Regions from separate parts of the Sus scrofa genome. Here region 1 is linked to region 2. A link is a contact called in public Hi-C data. All regions are on one chromosome and are shown on one strand. The core of a region is the stretch at or near the end of the contact, and the rest is flanking DNA. Distances in the headings are between cores, read along the strand shown. Region 1 has its middle 350 kb from the start of ICE1. Region 2 holds the start of UBE2QL1 (ubiquitin-conjugating enzyme E2Q-like protein 1).

Region 1 (6,732 bases), core at 3,621-6,120, 440 kb after region 2:
AGGGAGAGAAGGCCAGGGCAGGGTGCACTCCTGAGCGAGTTACAACCCAGGAAAGCTGAGACTCCATTCCCCGGGGCTCCGGGGCCAGCGCAGACTGCTCTGTGGGCTGAGAAAGAGGGTACTTACCCACCGCCTCCCAGCTTCCGTCCTCTGGAGGCTGCTCTCAGGCGCTGACTTGCTGGCTCTGTCGGTCTCAGGTGCACACCTGAGATCCTAGAGAAGAGCCAGGGATGGAACCCCAGGCACTCTGGGAGGAGAAGGGGTGTGAACTGAAGAGAGAGGATGTCCGGGAGTCTGAGCAGGGCCATCCGTTTTATGGCAGGACCCTCCTGGGCTCCGGCCAGATCCTGCGAGTCCGAGTTCTTTCCTCCCCATCATGAGACATTCTGTTGTGTCCTGTTCCTTCCACATCTGCAGCCACGCTCACAACTGCTCCTTCCTCTCTTCTCTCCAGCCCTCAGAGCCTGGATCAGACCCTTGCCGTTCTTAACCAGCCTCTTCCAATGTGTTACCCACACAACAGTGGTCCTACAACGTTCTTTGAGAAAAAGGCGTTCCTGGGATCGAATAACTTTTATAAATTCTGCCTTATCTTTTCCTCCTTGGAAATTCTCAGTCAGCAGCTTTTTTTAATGTTTAATTTTGTTTAATCTACTATCAAAATAGCCTTATTATAAGTGATATAATGATATAAAATTGATAACCCATGGATCTCAGTTGAGGAAGTACTAGGTTATTGTAGTAGCTTAACTTGTATGTCTGTTACCTCTTCCCCTTCCAATACATATTACAATAATTTTTTTGGCTTTTTAGGGTCACACGTGTGGCACATGGAAGTTCCCAGGCTAGTGGTCAAATCAGAGCTGCTGCTGCCGCCCTACACCACAGCCACAGCAATGCAGGATCCAAGCCACGTGTGCAACCTACGCCATAGCTCACGGCCACACCGGATCCTTAACCCACTGACTGAGGCCAGGGATCAAATCTGAGTGCTCATGGATACTAGTCGGGTCTGTTACCACTGAGCCACAGTGGGAACTCCCACATTACCATAATTTTTATACCACATTCAAGCTTTACATCTAATAATTCCTGACATCCCTTCGAATATAGTGTACTTAGGTAAATGATACTGTTCAATTTCCCATTTGTTACCTATGATCTTCTCCATTCATTCTTGGTTTATTATTTATTCATCTATACATCAACAAGTCTTTTCTGACATGCAATTATCCCAATGTTTTAAAAACAGTGAAATAAAAACCTTCTCACCCTTTGCTAACATTTCTTTGTGCTCTGGCTAAATGGACTGTACTTCCTGCAAATGCCTGTTTGTTTGATCATCTTACTCTTATTCATTCATTCAACTGATACTCGGATGCCAGTAAAACACACATGAATGAGCTGTCATATTTTTACTTGAAAGTCTCAGGTATGAGGGGGTCTTTATTCTCAATCAGCTCCTTGGGGGGAGCTGTATCTTTTGCCACTTTTATGGAGTCTACAGATCAATGTCTCTTGACCTCTATAGACCAGGATCTTTGAAGACCAGAAGACTGGCCACTGACCAGCCTGCAGACATGGGGTCCCAGAGTTTCCCAGTGGAAGGAAAAGTATCTGATTATCACTTGCTATCGGAGGTGCCTGCCCACACATACTGGTGACTTCCTGGTTGGCATTTCACGAAACATATAGCTCTTTAAATTGGGGATGCAAAAGAAACTTTTAAAGGACCCATTAGTCTTGTGAGACAGGCCCAAGATCTGTCATGAGTAGGAACAGTGATGAGAGAAAACTCAGGCAAAGGTCTCATTTCCATTCCCTACCCTTAGCTGGAAATGAAAAGAATAAAATACAATACCCTTGAATTTCGAGAAAGAGAGAGAGCCATCCTGACTTTGAATCACTAAAGTGGCTTTTCGAGCAAATACGTACCATTTCTGAGGCTACGGTGAGAAGGATAACTCAGTGCTGGGCACTCTCTCCTCCCACAACAAAGCAGCCCATCCGGCTCAGAACTTGCTGGTGTCACAGTCAGCTCCACCTACTCGCTGTTTAATCTGCCGGCTGATAACACAACTCTGGGGGCATCTGGGAGCTCAGAAGAGCAGGTTGCCAGGGAAATGAGAGAAATCCCACAACCACACCAAGAGCTCATGCTGGACCAGACTGAGCACGCACATGAGCGGTGCTGAGCGGGACCGCATCGCAGTTCCCATTCCATCACCTCGGAAGGTCACAGCACCCTTGCTCAGGGTCCAGAGGGAAATGCACACGTTAAAGATTTTCCCAGGAAGGTGGGCGTGGACTAGGGTCTGCCTACAAGGTAGGTCTCAGATGAATTCAATTTGGGCGAGTTTGCCTGTCATGGTTTTAAAGATGTTCCGAAGGCAAGAACCTCAAACAAAACGCTAACTGGGGTCAGTCATAGACAAGCCCTCCCGGGAACACTGAGCCACACCGATGAATCCTGGAAGTTGTGGCTTTGGGATAGTCCCCCGGAAAATCAAGAACTTGGACTTATTCTCTCATGGGTTTCTGAAAAATTACCAACTGGCTGCTATACTATTTCCATGTCTCTCACATCCCTCTCCAGAGAGAGAGCGCGATAAGGAATCTGGCTCTTTTTGAGAAATGGATGACTGCTACGGGCTCATAATGAGAAAGCTAATAAAGAAAGAATTTTTAGCAGGATAAGTGGCTTCTTGAATAAAAGATCCCTTTATTACTTCATGAATCACAGTTAAAAGCTAATGTCATGAAGCTGAGGAATTGTCTGCAGTGCAAAAAAGAAAAATTTAAAAAGTGGGAAACTTCTCAGGATGTTGGCTGCTGGTGCAGTTTATTAGAACTAAACCAAGAAGCTTACTGAGATTGCCGCTTTATCTTAGGGAACAAGAAAGCCAAGTGTCCCCTTTGTGTCACTGACATTAATACCCAGACACATTTCTGATGCCACATTTGGCCTGTGTTGTATAGTTATTGCTAAAAATAGAGACACCCAACACTTGGTTACTGCACAATTCATCACTAGCGACATAGGATAGGAAAAGAACCAACCAACCAACTAACCCAACAAAAACCAGGAGCGCTGGGGGAACTAGGGAAGGAAGAGCAGAATTACTGGGGAGTTGCGGGGGGAGTGGGGGTCTGGCCCAACCAATGCTTCCATCTGGACTCCGTTTTTCCGGCGTTTCCGACGACCTGCCCGAATTAACCAGGAGTAGAGCGACCTGCACACCTGCTGAGAAGTGGTATATGCCCAGGGTGAGAGGACAGTGGTTCTCACGAGGAGCGGTCCCCCGGGGCTCGTTGGGGTCCGAGGAGCGTGCCCGCGGCACAGCACTGATTGGCACGAGCAAAGGGCAGTTCCGACACTGAACAGTTGGCAAAGGCCACCACCAGCGCCAGGAGCCGCAACCAGACTGCCGCGCGCGCCCTCTGCCGGCGGAAGCGAGAGCCGCCGGCCTGGGCTTCGAGAGGGCGGGGCCGGCAGGACTCGTGGGGGCGAACGACCGAGCAACAGGCAGGTTTTCCCAGAGACTCCTTTGCAGCCTTTGCAGCTGCGCCTGCATATGCGAACTGCTTTGTCCCCTTTCAGAGCGCGGCCTTGGGGGAGGGGCGCCTCTGCAAATACTGCTGACAACCTTGAGGGAGGATGGGACCTGGGAAGACGGGCGGGAGGAACCTCCCCTTGCCTGGCCTCTGCTACGTGGAAAGTCGCACCTTCCCCTGGAGGGCATCAGCCGTGGGCATCTCGGTCCACCAGATCACCTAAAAACCAGCCGTGCTACCCATGGGACCCGGCCCCTCTGAACAGAGGGCTTTGCTTCTGCCTTTGGAGCCGCCCCCTGAACTGAGAGCCCGCCTGGCAGGGAGGGAAGGAGGCAAGCCCTGCCCAGTGGTACCTTTGCAGGGGAAACGCCCCAGGGCACCTCCCTGGCCTTCTGGCTGCTTTGTCCCCCAGGTACCCAGGGCAGCCGTGGCCCACCTGGGCGTTCATCCAGTGTTTGGGGTGGGGGGCAGTTAATGAGCAAGAGAAGAGAGAATCTGTCACTCACACAAGCCTCCCAGGTCTTGAGGCGGAGCCCCGCATCCTAGAAGAAAGAAGGGAGGGAGGGAGAGAGGGAGGAAGTTGCTGCTCCATCCCAGCAGCCATCAACTCGGTTGTAACCCTCCCCGTGTGAAGACAGAACTTCGCAGGCTCCTAGGGAGCACGGAGAGAAGCTGAGATCTGTAAACTGTGAACGGAGCGGCTCAGCCCAGCGGTGCTGTGGTCCCCGTCCCGTGTCCCCCCATCCCGTGGGTCTCCCGTCACAGCCGATTGGACCCCTAGCCTGGGAACCTCCATATGCCACAGGTGCGGCCCTAAAACAAAAAAAAAAAACAAAAAAATGTATTTTTAAAATAAAATAAAAACAAACCCTTACTTGTAGAGTAGGAGCCTTGGCTTGAATGATTGGATAAGGAGGGAGTGCGGGAAAGGGAAGGAAATAGAAAAAGAGAAAGAAAAAGGAAGAGATGAGAGAGGGGTTGACGGAATTTATGGATTGGGGAGAAATGGCCCGTGCTTCACGGGCAGTGGGAGAGCCCCTGGATTCTCCACCAAGTCCAGACAATGCTCAGGGCAGGGACCCAAGCCCAGCAGAAAGGGACTCAGCCAACCTCCCTTTGCTTTCTCTGCCAAACCTTTGTTCTGCAGGTTAACCTGTGGGGATGGAGCCGTGTGACTCCCCACTGTTCCTGCGTCAGGGGAGTGGGTGCCAGAGCAGAGCCTGCGCCTGCGGGGAGGGATGACAGGTGCCTGGCAGGGCGAGAGCCTGCCCTTTGGAAAAGCTCCTGGAAAGCCGCCTGGCTGCTGGTCCCCTCCCCACCAGCCCAGCATCAGGATCGGCAAGCTGCCCCCAAGCTCGGCCAGTCTGCCGTGGGCAGGCTGACACCGTGCGCCCTGCCCAGGCCAACTGTGCCTGTTCAGCTGGGAGCACAGCCTGTGCTGGGCTTTGCAGTCTCAGGTGGATCAGAAAGCAGCTGTTGCCTTTATCCAGCTCTTAAAATGATGCCCCTGCAGCCTCTCCTATGACAGAAAAAGGCAATATCCACTCCATTGGAGAGACTGAGAACAGACTACTTACCCCAATTAAAATGTTTTCCTATAAACCTGGGTAAGTTACTGTATTATGATGTCTAGGGGAGACACATGGCGTCTATGCAATACGCAAATCACAGGAGACGGTACAATTGGTTTCTCCAATCCCAAGGCCCTTTCACCATCGCTTATCACAGAAGCAGAAGGTGGGACTTTGAAGAGAGAAGTACTGCGTTCTCTCTCTACTGTACACATTGGGTTTTTCTTTTCTTTCTTTAACTTTTTAGGGGCTGCATCTGCAGCATATGGAGGTTCCCAGGCCAGGGGTTGAATTGGAGCTGCAGCTGCCGCCCTACCCCACAGCTCACGGCAACGCCAGGTCCTTCACCCACCGAGTGAGGCCAGGGATTGACTCACATCCTTGTGGGGATGACTTTGGGTCCTTAACTCACTGAGCCAGAAGGGGAACTCCACGTTTTGTGTTTCTTACTGCTCTTCTTTATCAGTAAAGAGGATGCTATACCTCACTTCAGAAGAGCATGCGCGTGGGTCATTTCTAATAGGACACAGTGGATTTGGGTCGATTCTGGGTGGGTTCCCCAGGTGGATAGAGAAGTCAACATTTTCTAAAACCATGGGCAGAATTAGGTTTATTTTTTTCCTACACAGGGGAGCAAAACCCTTTGGTTCCACTGGCGCGGGGGGTCGGGGGGACACACAGTGGGGCCAACTCTGACTCTTAGCATATAGATCTTTGAGAGCTGGCCACCACTGTATCCTTGGGGAATGTCCTCAAAGTTTGGTGGGGGGCTGTAGGCATGTGGGATGGACTCAAGGATGTGAGCAGCTGGCTGCGGGGGTTCCAGGTGTCCCCCCTACAGGGAAAGCAGGGGAGATCCCCCTTCCAGCTGCCTCTCGCTGCCCCATCTGGGCTTCTTTGTTCAGCATCTACTTGGGGACTGAGACCTGGGCTGAGGTCCTCACTTGCTGCCCCTTCCCTTGGCTGAGATTTGGCCTTGATGGACGTGGGTCTTTCCGTGTCTTTCAGCTGCTGAAAGCCCCCTCTTGATGCCCTTCACCAAAGAGCAGACGGTGATGCAGCAGAGCATGAAGAATGGACAAACTGGACCTGAAAGGGGCCCGTTATGCTTTCCAGCCTCCTGCAGGTGCCAGACATGACATTTCTGCTTGAACTACCAAAGGGCTGAGCACCCACGCCCTGGCATTTGTTAGAGGACACGCCCAGGTGGTTTCACGGCTTGCCCAGGACCTTTCCAAGCCAGCTGAGTGTCACACCCTGGCTGGGAAAGATTATTTTCCAAATGGAACCTTGGCACCCTGAACAATCTCATTTATAAGCTTGGGCCAAGTGTTATGTGTATTGTGATAATTATTTTCTATTTCTGGCCACTGCTGAGGTAGCTCCTTGTCTTTATAAATCAAACATACTGGAAGCATACACCCCATCCAACTTCTGCTCCCCAAATCCCACACCTTGCAGACGCTTTTTGGCATCCTTTGGGGGAAGGACTGTAAAATTGAATATTGCTTCTTAATGTAACCCAAATTGTCAGCGGCATCCAGGCTAACCATCCCAGTTAGCCCCTGACACTCTGAATCAGTGTGGACATGCTGTCATCTTCCAT
Region 2 (6,982 bases), core at 2,348-4,847:
GGTAGCACTCCTGGTTCTCTCTGAATACAGAATCCGGTATTTAGCTTGCTTTCTCAAAGTCTATTGCCTTCAACTATGGAAATACTTCGGTAACTTACAGTACCTGCCACGGACGACCAATCTGCAGGTGGGAAACGCACAGAAGCAAGAAAGACACCATGAGGCTCAAGCTCCTGAAGCAGTAACAGAATCCATTCCTGCAGCAGCACGGACAGGCGCGTGTCCTGTTCTCACACTGCATTTCAACTTGTTTGAGTGTATCCTATACGACTGTCTTTTGGATGCTGAAGTCAGCATGAAACATGCAAAAAAAAAATGAACTGGTATTTTTATAATTTGCTGAGGCTTCACTTTTTCAGATTTTTTATACACTACGATTTAGACTAGCTCATAGACCACAAGAGGCCAGGTGGAGGGCCCCAAATCGGCTAAGATTTTGAAATTAGTAAATAAAAATGTTGCTAATTACTTTCAACAATGAAGTCTCTGATGCGCAAACTCAAGGCAAGGCTCTCAATTTTGGCATATGTATATCTATACATAAACCATGGTTTATCTATATATAAACCAAACACGCACACACACACACACACCACACACACACACACACAGACCTGTCCAATTAAATCAAAGTGCATAGGCACCAACAGAGCTATCATTCAGAGCGGCAATATCAAAGTGGGAAACATTTAACTTACTAAGATATATCTCTTCTAAAAGAAAGTCCTTAGCTCTCACTCGAAATCTTTCATTTCCTGCATCTTTCAAAATGCAGGCTGTGATCCAAGCGACCTCTGGGATCGCTTCCCAAGCGAAATACTATGATTCTGCGGTTTTCAGGCCAAATGACAGTCCTCTTCCCCTGATGCCCAAAGTCACTGCTGTGAAGAATGAAAGAAGTGAGGAGACTGTTCCAGAGAGTTCTGATTAGCAACGCTTTCAGAAACTAATGACAAACACATCTCTTTGAAATCCTCTTCCATGCCACTTGTATCAGTCTTGCTAATCACAGAAACTGGGACCCGACCCCCCCCCCCCCGCCCCGCGCGTCCCTGTGGCTTGACTCACAGGCATTTATCATCCCAGCCAGCCTGGAACGCAGGCTTCAGCATGATCCTTAACTGATACTAAAGCATTAAACCTTGCTCAGTTACAGATGCCTTTCTAGAGCTGCCACAGCCATCCTATTTGGAACTCAAGAAATAAGTGGACGCTAAACCCCAGAGAAGAGGGACCAGCAGGTTAGTCCCTTGGTGAGAGCAGACCTCAGTCAAGACTAAGTGCCTTTCTCCACTGGAGTCATAACGCTTTCTGCTTGGAATCCCTGGAGTTCCACCTCTAGTGACATTGGCGGAACAAGCATTATTTGATTAGTGGGAAAGATCCCGCAGTGAAAGGGACAGAGGCAGGTGACAGGGGACTGATGGCTTCTGAAATACTGGCTGTAGAAAGATCAAACTGAGGTCATTCAGGGTCTTCCAGACAAAACAGCGATTCTTCACAAAGCTAAAAGACACCCATATAAACTTAGGATTTTATTAAGCAATGTTTAATAACGATTCGAGAAAACGCTGAGCCACTTAAACATGATCAAAGGCAGATAATATGGGAAGAGAAAAGCAGACCCTCTGCCTGCAGCGGACGAACTGCAGACGATTCCATCATTCTCTGCTCTCAAGTTCTCTGGGGTTTCTTTTCGGTAAAGCTGCCGCCTGGGGCAGTAAGGCAGAAGATGCAGGCATCCAGTTGCCCTTGATTTTCATTTTTAGTTAAAATCTTTAGCCCCTCCCCGGGGGGCACGAAGAAACCAAAAGAAGAGACAGGTCTGAGGGAGCCCCAGACCTGGAACCACTACTCCAGAGGTGTCAGTCCTGGAAAGAAGCAGGCACCAGGCCTTTCCCTGACCAGAGTCTGGTCTTGTCACTTAAGTACCATTCAAACCACACCTCCGCCTTTCCCGTGAAATTTCTCAAGAGCAAAATTTTCGCTTCGCACTAGGTGATGTTTTGGAGGAAGCAGAGCAAAGGGGCAGATTCACCAGCGGGAGCCTGGCCCTCCGCAGAGCTCCCCACTTACAGAGCCCTCCCGAAATGCTGCGGGGGGGGGGAACCTTTGTGTGTGTGGCCGGACAGGAGCCATAAACTAGGCTGGACTTTTAGATTCTGAGGTCCACGCAAAGTTCCACTCTGCGGGAGATGACAGGGACAGTTGGTGGGGAGAAACCAAGGCGGGGGGGGGGCGGTAGAGGGAAATGGGAGGGGTGGGGGAGAGGAGACGGGGGGGGGGGCCGAGATGGAGGAACGTGGGGAGGTGGCGAAGGGGGGAGGGCAGGGGGAGAGGCGGGCAGCGGGTTAGGACTTGAGCACAGAGGGTAGAGGGGTAGAGTGAGAGGGGGCATAGGGGAGAAAGCGGAGGAGAAAAGGGCGAGGAGGGTGTTCGGGGAGGGAGAGGGCACATCCTAGAGGGATGGGGAGAGGGAGCAAGAGGGAGACCCGCAGGGACTGGGCAGCGCACGCGGGATGCAGAGGTGGAGAAGGAAGAAGGCGCTCCCGGAGGACAAGTGGAGGCGCCGGGAACGTCGCCCCTTCGCAGGCAGGTTTGGAAGGAGCGCCGCGCGCACCAGGGGCGAGCGCAGCCAGCCCCGCGCGCCCAGCCCCGCGCGCCGCGCGCGCCCCCAGCCCCCTGCCCGCTTACCTGGCCCTTGACCAGGCTGGCGGCGAACTGGCGCATGACGGCCTCCACGGTGTAGGCGCTGGACCAGCCGCGCGGCGTGAGCAGCTCCATGCAGATGGCGCCGCCGTCCAGCACGTAGCCGTTCTCCAGGCGCGGGCTGAGCACCCGCATGAAGGGCGGCGAGAAGGGGAAGTTGTCGGGGAAGGTGAGGTTGAGCAGGATGAACTCGGTGTTGGTCTCCTTCATGTCCTGCCACAGCACCGAGTCCTTGTCCACCTGGTGCAGCTTCACGTTCCAGTCGAAGAGGCTCTCGTCCACCAGCTCCACGGAGATGAAGCGGTCGCTGAGACGCGCGATGTCCTGCAGCTCCTTCATGAGCCGCCGGCTGCGCACCTGCGTGCAGTGCTGCTGGCGCGCCGCGGGCACCAGGCTGCCGCCCCCCGCCGCCGCCGCCGCCGCCGCCGCCACCGCCGGGCCCGGCCCCGCCCTGGCGCCCGCCGCCCGCTCCCGGGGGCCCCCGGCGCCCGCCGCCCCCGCCGCCCCCGCCGCGGGCTGCGGCGGCTTGTCGCGCGGGCCAGCTCCGCCGCGCGCTTGCTCTTGCCCTTGCCCGGCCCGGGGCTGGCGTCGCCCGCGCCCCCGGCGGGGTGCTGCTGCTGGGGCTTGTGGCCGCCGCTCTTGGCGCCGCCCTTGCCGCGCAGCGACGCGCTCTGCTGCCGCCGCCGCCGCCGCCGCCGCCGCGGTGGTTGTGGTGGTGCTTGGGGTCCTCGGTGTCCCGGTTGTGCAGGCGGATGAGCCCGATTTTGCGGAGCAGCGTGGCCATTTTAGGCTCGGCGCCGGCGGAGAGCTCCCCTAGGCTCCTGCTCCCGGATCCCGAGAGCCGGGGCGGGGTGGGGGTAGGGGGCGCGGGGCGGCAGCGACCGGCGACCACTCAGCGGGGCGCGGCGCGGGCCACGCCGGGCGCCGGCGGCCGTGGCGCAGCCGAGCGGGCAGCACGCGCGCTCGCCGGCTCCTGGGTCGCCGCTGTCATATGACGGGGCCCGCTCTGGTTCGGGCTCCGGCCGCCCGGGAGGGGAGGCGTGGAGGGGACGCGGCGCGGCTGGCCGTCCACTGGCCGATCCCTGGACGCAGCCCCGAGAGCCCGGTGTCCGCGGTCCTTTGTGCGCGGCCGCAGCCGGGCTAGCTTCGAGTCCGAGCGCCGCGCCGGGGCGCGCAGAGCCGTCCGCAGCGCCCCGGAGGCAGCGAGGTGGCCGCGGGCTCGCGCCGTGCGCGCCCGCCGGGCCGTGCCGCGCTGGCGGCTACTGCGGGGCCCGGGCCGCTGCCGCTGCCGCTGCCGCTCGCGTCGCCGCCGCCGCCGCCGCTGCGGCTGCTGACATTGCAGAGGCGGCTGCTCGGTCTGAGCCCAGCGCGGCGCGGAGGGGGCGGCTCGGCTGGCGGGGGGGGGGGGGGTGGGGGGGCGCGGGGCGGAGCCGCGGGCCTGCCTGCGCCGTGCCGCCCCCGCCGCCTGCCCGCCCGCCCGCCTGCCGCCCGGCTCCCGCGGCGACACGCTAGCGGCCGCTGGGGGGAGACATCGGCGCGCGCCCGGGCGGCCGGGCGCCGGGCTGCGAGGTAGCGGCGGGGGGAGCCGGCAGAAGTGGGGCGAGGGTGGGGAGTGGGGTGAGAAGGGGCTCGCGTGTGCGCAGGTTAATGAGGATCTCCATGGCTCCCGGTCCTTCTGCCCGGGATCCAGGCTCAGCCCCCGGCCCGGCCTCCGATCTCACTTAACCTGGTTAGAAAAAGCCGGAGGGGAAGGGGTGTCGGAGAAGAGTGGAAAGCAACCTGTTTATTGATTCCCTCGCACCCGATGGAGCCCGGTGTCCTACACTGTAACCCTGGGCCGGGGTCTGGGGAACCAGCGCTTTCCCAAAGACAGAGCAAAGAATCAGGGCCTGGGGATGAGGTCGCGGGAAGCATCCCCGCGGCAACCTCGAATCACGACGTTAAAGGGTGAATTCACCCCTGCGGCCGGGCCAGCTCCTCTGCAGCCCGCCACGCCGGAGGGTTCCTGAGTTCCGAAAAGGGGAAGACGCAGCCGCGGGGCATTGGCTTGCGCGGCGGGGGAAAAGCGTCCAGTGCTGGCGCCAGCGGATGCTCAGGGCGCGCGGCTGGGCTTCTGAGGCCCCGGAGTCCCCATTACCCGCGGGTGACCTCGGGGCCCGCCGCGGAAGGAGTGGGGATCCTCCCTCAGCCTGGACACTTTCATCACGCGTCTCCCTTTCTGCCTTTAACCGATTGAAACTTATTTTTATCTGGTGAAATTTCAAGCACAAAGCACGTTTAGAGCCCAGAAGCTGGAACATCCTGGCAGGAGGGAATCAGTTTGCAAGAATCGCACTGCTGCGCACGGTCCCGAGTGCGTGGCCCAAGTGCGCAGTGGGGAGGAGTGGTGACCACCGCGGCCATGTAGGAGGAATCACCCCCAAAACCGAAATGGCTTAGGACGGACCCCAGACTTCCCCGCGGTTCCTGGTTTGGCTTTCACCTTGAGAAGCCTCTAAGTCTATCACCAGACCTTGTTCACGCTGCTGTCACCGTGACAATTGTTTTTAAACGTCTTTACCGGTTTACCGTCTTTTTCCAAATTATCAAAGATGAGTTCACTGTGAAAAATAACTCTTCAGGCCACTGCGGAGATAGCGCAGACCTAACGGGTTTGGTTTTCTGGCCTTGTCTCCCGGAAGAGCAAGGGGCCAGCCAGGCCTCCAGGGCTTGTGGCAAGTGCTTTCACCCTGGGACACCCGCCCCTGGATTGGCCGCTGTGCCGCCAAGGTGCCTTTTCTCAGAGGCTGTTTTCCAGTGGGTGGGATTGTTGGGCAGGGCAGCGGCTTGGGCAGGCTGGAAGGCTGGTGACCATATCTGGGCTGTAGCCAACGGAAATCTAGCTGACCTGGTCTCATGGGCTTTTTTGGGCACCCTGTTCTCTCCAGCTCTGATTTTTAAAGAGGTGTTGAGCAGGATATGACAATGCCTATCCGTTCCCCGAGTTCATTTAACCTCTGGGAAGAGGGATTCAAGAAGATCCAGAGGTGACAGGCAGGCATAAATGTTTCATCATTTCGCGGCCACAGAAGCGTCTTGGGTTTTATCTGACCCACTTTGTTGGTGAAGAAATTGCGTTTCAAAGAAGCGCAGCAGTTGGCGCAGCTCAGCCATGCGCTGGGACCTGTAGCCTGGTCCCTGTGTCCTCATGCCTGCACTGGGGTTGACCAGTTGCCCGGGACAGTGGCCTGCATTGCGGGGTTATTGTTGGGGTGGGGTATCAGTCCCAGTCCAGGAGGTGGAGGTGAGAAGGCCTCCTCTGCAGGTGTGGTCATCATGCCACAGACCAACTGACCTTGGGGGAGGCCTTGGAGAAACGTTTCCTGTGCGAAGCAGGTGTGTCATGCAGTGTGGCTTGGGAATGGCTTGGCTGAAATCCCAGCAGCTGTCTGCAAGGCCTTTAGTTCTGATTGGAGAATCACTAGGTTGATCATATAATTTATTCTCTAAATGCAGGGATTTTTTTGGTTTTTGTTTCGAGAGTGAAAGGATCAGGTCATACCGATGCTGCAACAAGAGGCCAAAACAGGACTGTCAGGTGAGATCGTGGCTATCTTATTTATCATCTACCTGTCACATTTTCAGCATCTCTGATCAACTCTTGAGAGGGCTAAAGGCAAATGCTAGCTAAAAATTGGAACCAACCTAAACTGACAATAACAGGGGACGCGGTAGGTAAATTATACCTAATCCACTTGAGAGAACATTTTATGCGGCAATAATAACATTTTAGTTCTGAAGATTTTATAGTAAAATGAAAATATTTAGGAGCCACACAATAATTGTAATTGTAAGTAAGAAAGCAGAGTGCAAAATTATACCCATATTTTGGATCTCTGATGTCACCATACTATAGCTACCACGACAAAAATATATGCATAGGAACAAAGACCAGAAGGAGGAAATTTGAAAGGATAACAATTATTATACTAGCACAGGTTAAGTGTTCTCGACTTACCCTCTCCTCACACCTCCAGCCCAGAAACCACAAATATTTGCTTCAGAGATGGGTTGGTAGCCTCAGGGGTAGGAAGAAGGGCCTCCTCTGTCTCCTATCCCAGGAGATTCTAGAAAGTTCCACGTCGACAGTGGAGTGAATGGGTACCTACAGCCACGTGGAGAGGTTACATTTTGTTGTTAAAATGATTCTCCTTTATTTGCTTTTCAAACACTCCAAAAAGAAAAAAAAAAAAAGCTGTTAGCCAGTTTTTAGAAATTAGCTTATTGGCAGTGA

What was found. Hi-C and Micro-C count contacts between places; a contact is called where the count stands out from the background.
Region 1: a Hi-C map of subcutaneous adipose tissue shows a contact between it and region 2, with 3 times the contacts expected there. The contact joins the enhancer-like site here to the promoter of UBE2QL1 in region 2. A contact is called at or near these places in 1 of 5 promoter capture datasets (liver) and 15 of 47 Hi-C or Micro-C datasets (alveolar macrophages, brain, embryonic fibroblasts and 10 more).

What each region holds. Positions count from the first base shown.
Region 1 is chr16:75,905,086-75,911,817 of Sscrofa11.1, forward strand. No RefSeq gene overlaps it. Among named protein-coding and RNA genes, the nearest start is that of ICE1, 350 kb to the right of the region's middle. Within about 2 kb of position 4,871, at least 8 of the 83 cell types and tissues checked have an H3K27ac peak or open chromatin away from gene starts, as enhancers often do.
Region 2 is chr16:75,470,909-75,477,890 of Sscrofa11.1, forward strand. UBE2QL1 (ubiquitin-conjugating enzyme E2Q-like protein 1) reads right to left here and starts at 3,598. Exons shown (of 4, transcript XM_021076776.1): 1 at 3,389-3,598; 2 at 3,248-3,386; 3 at 2,695-3,245. The coding sequence starts at 3,493.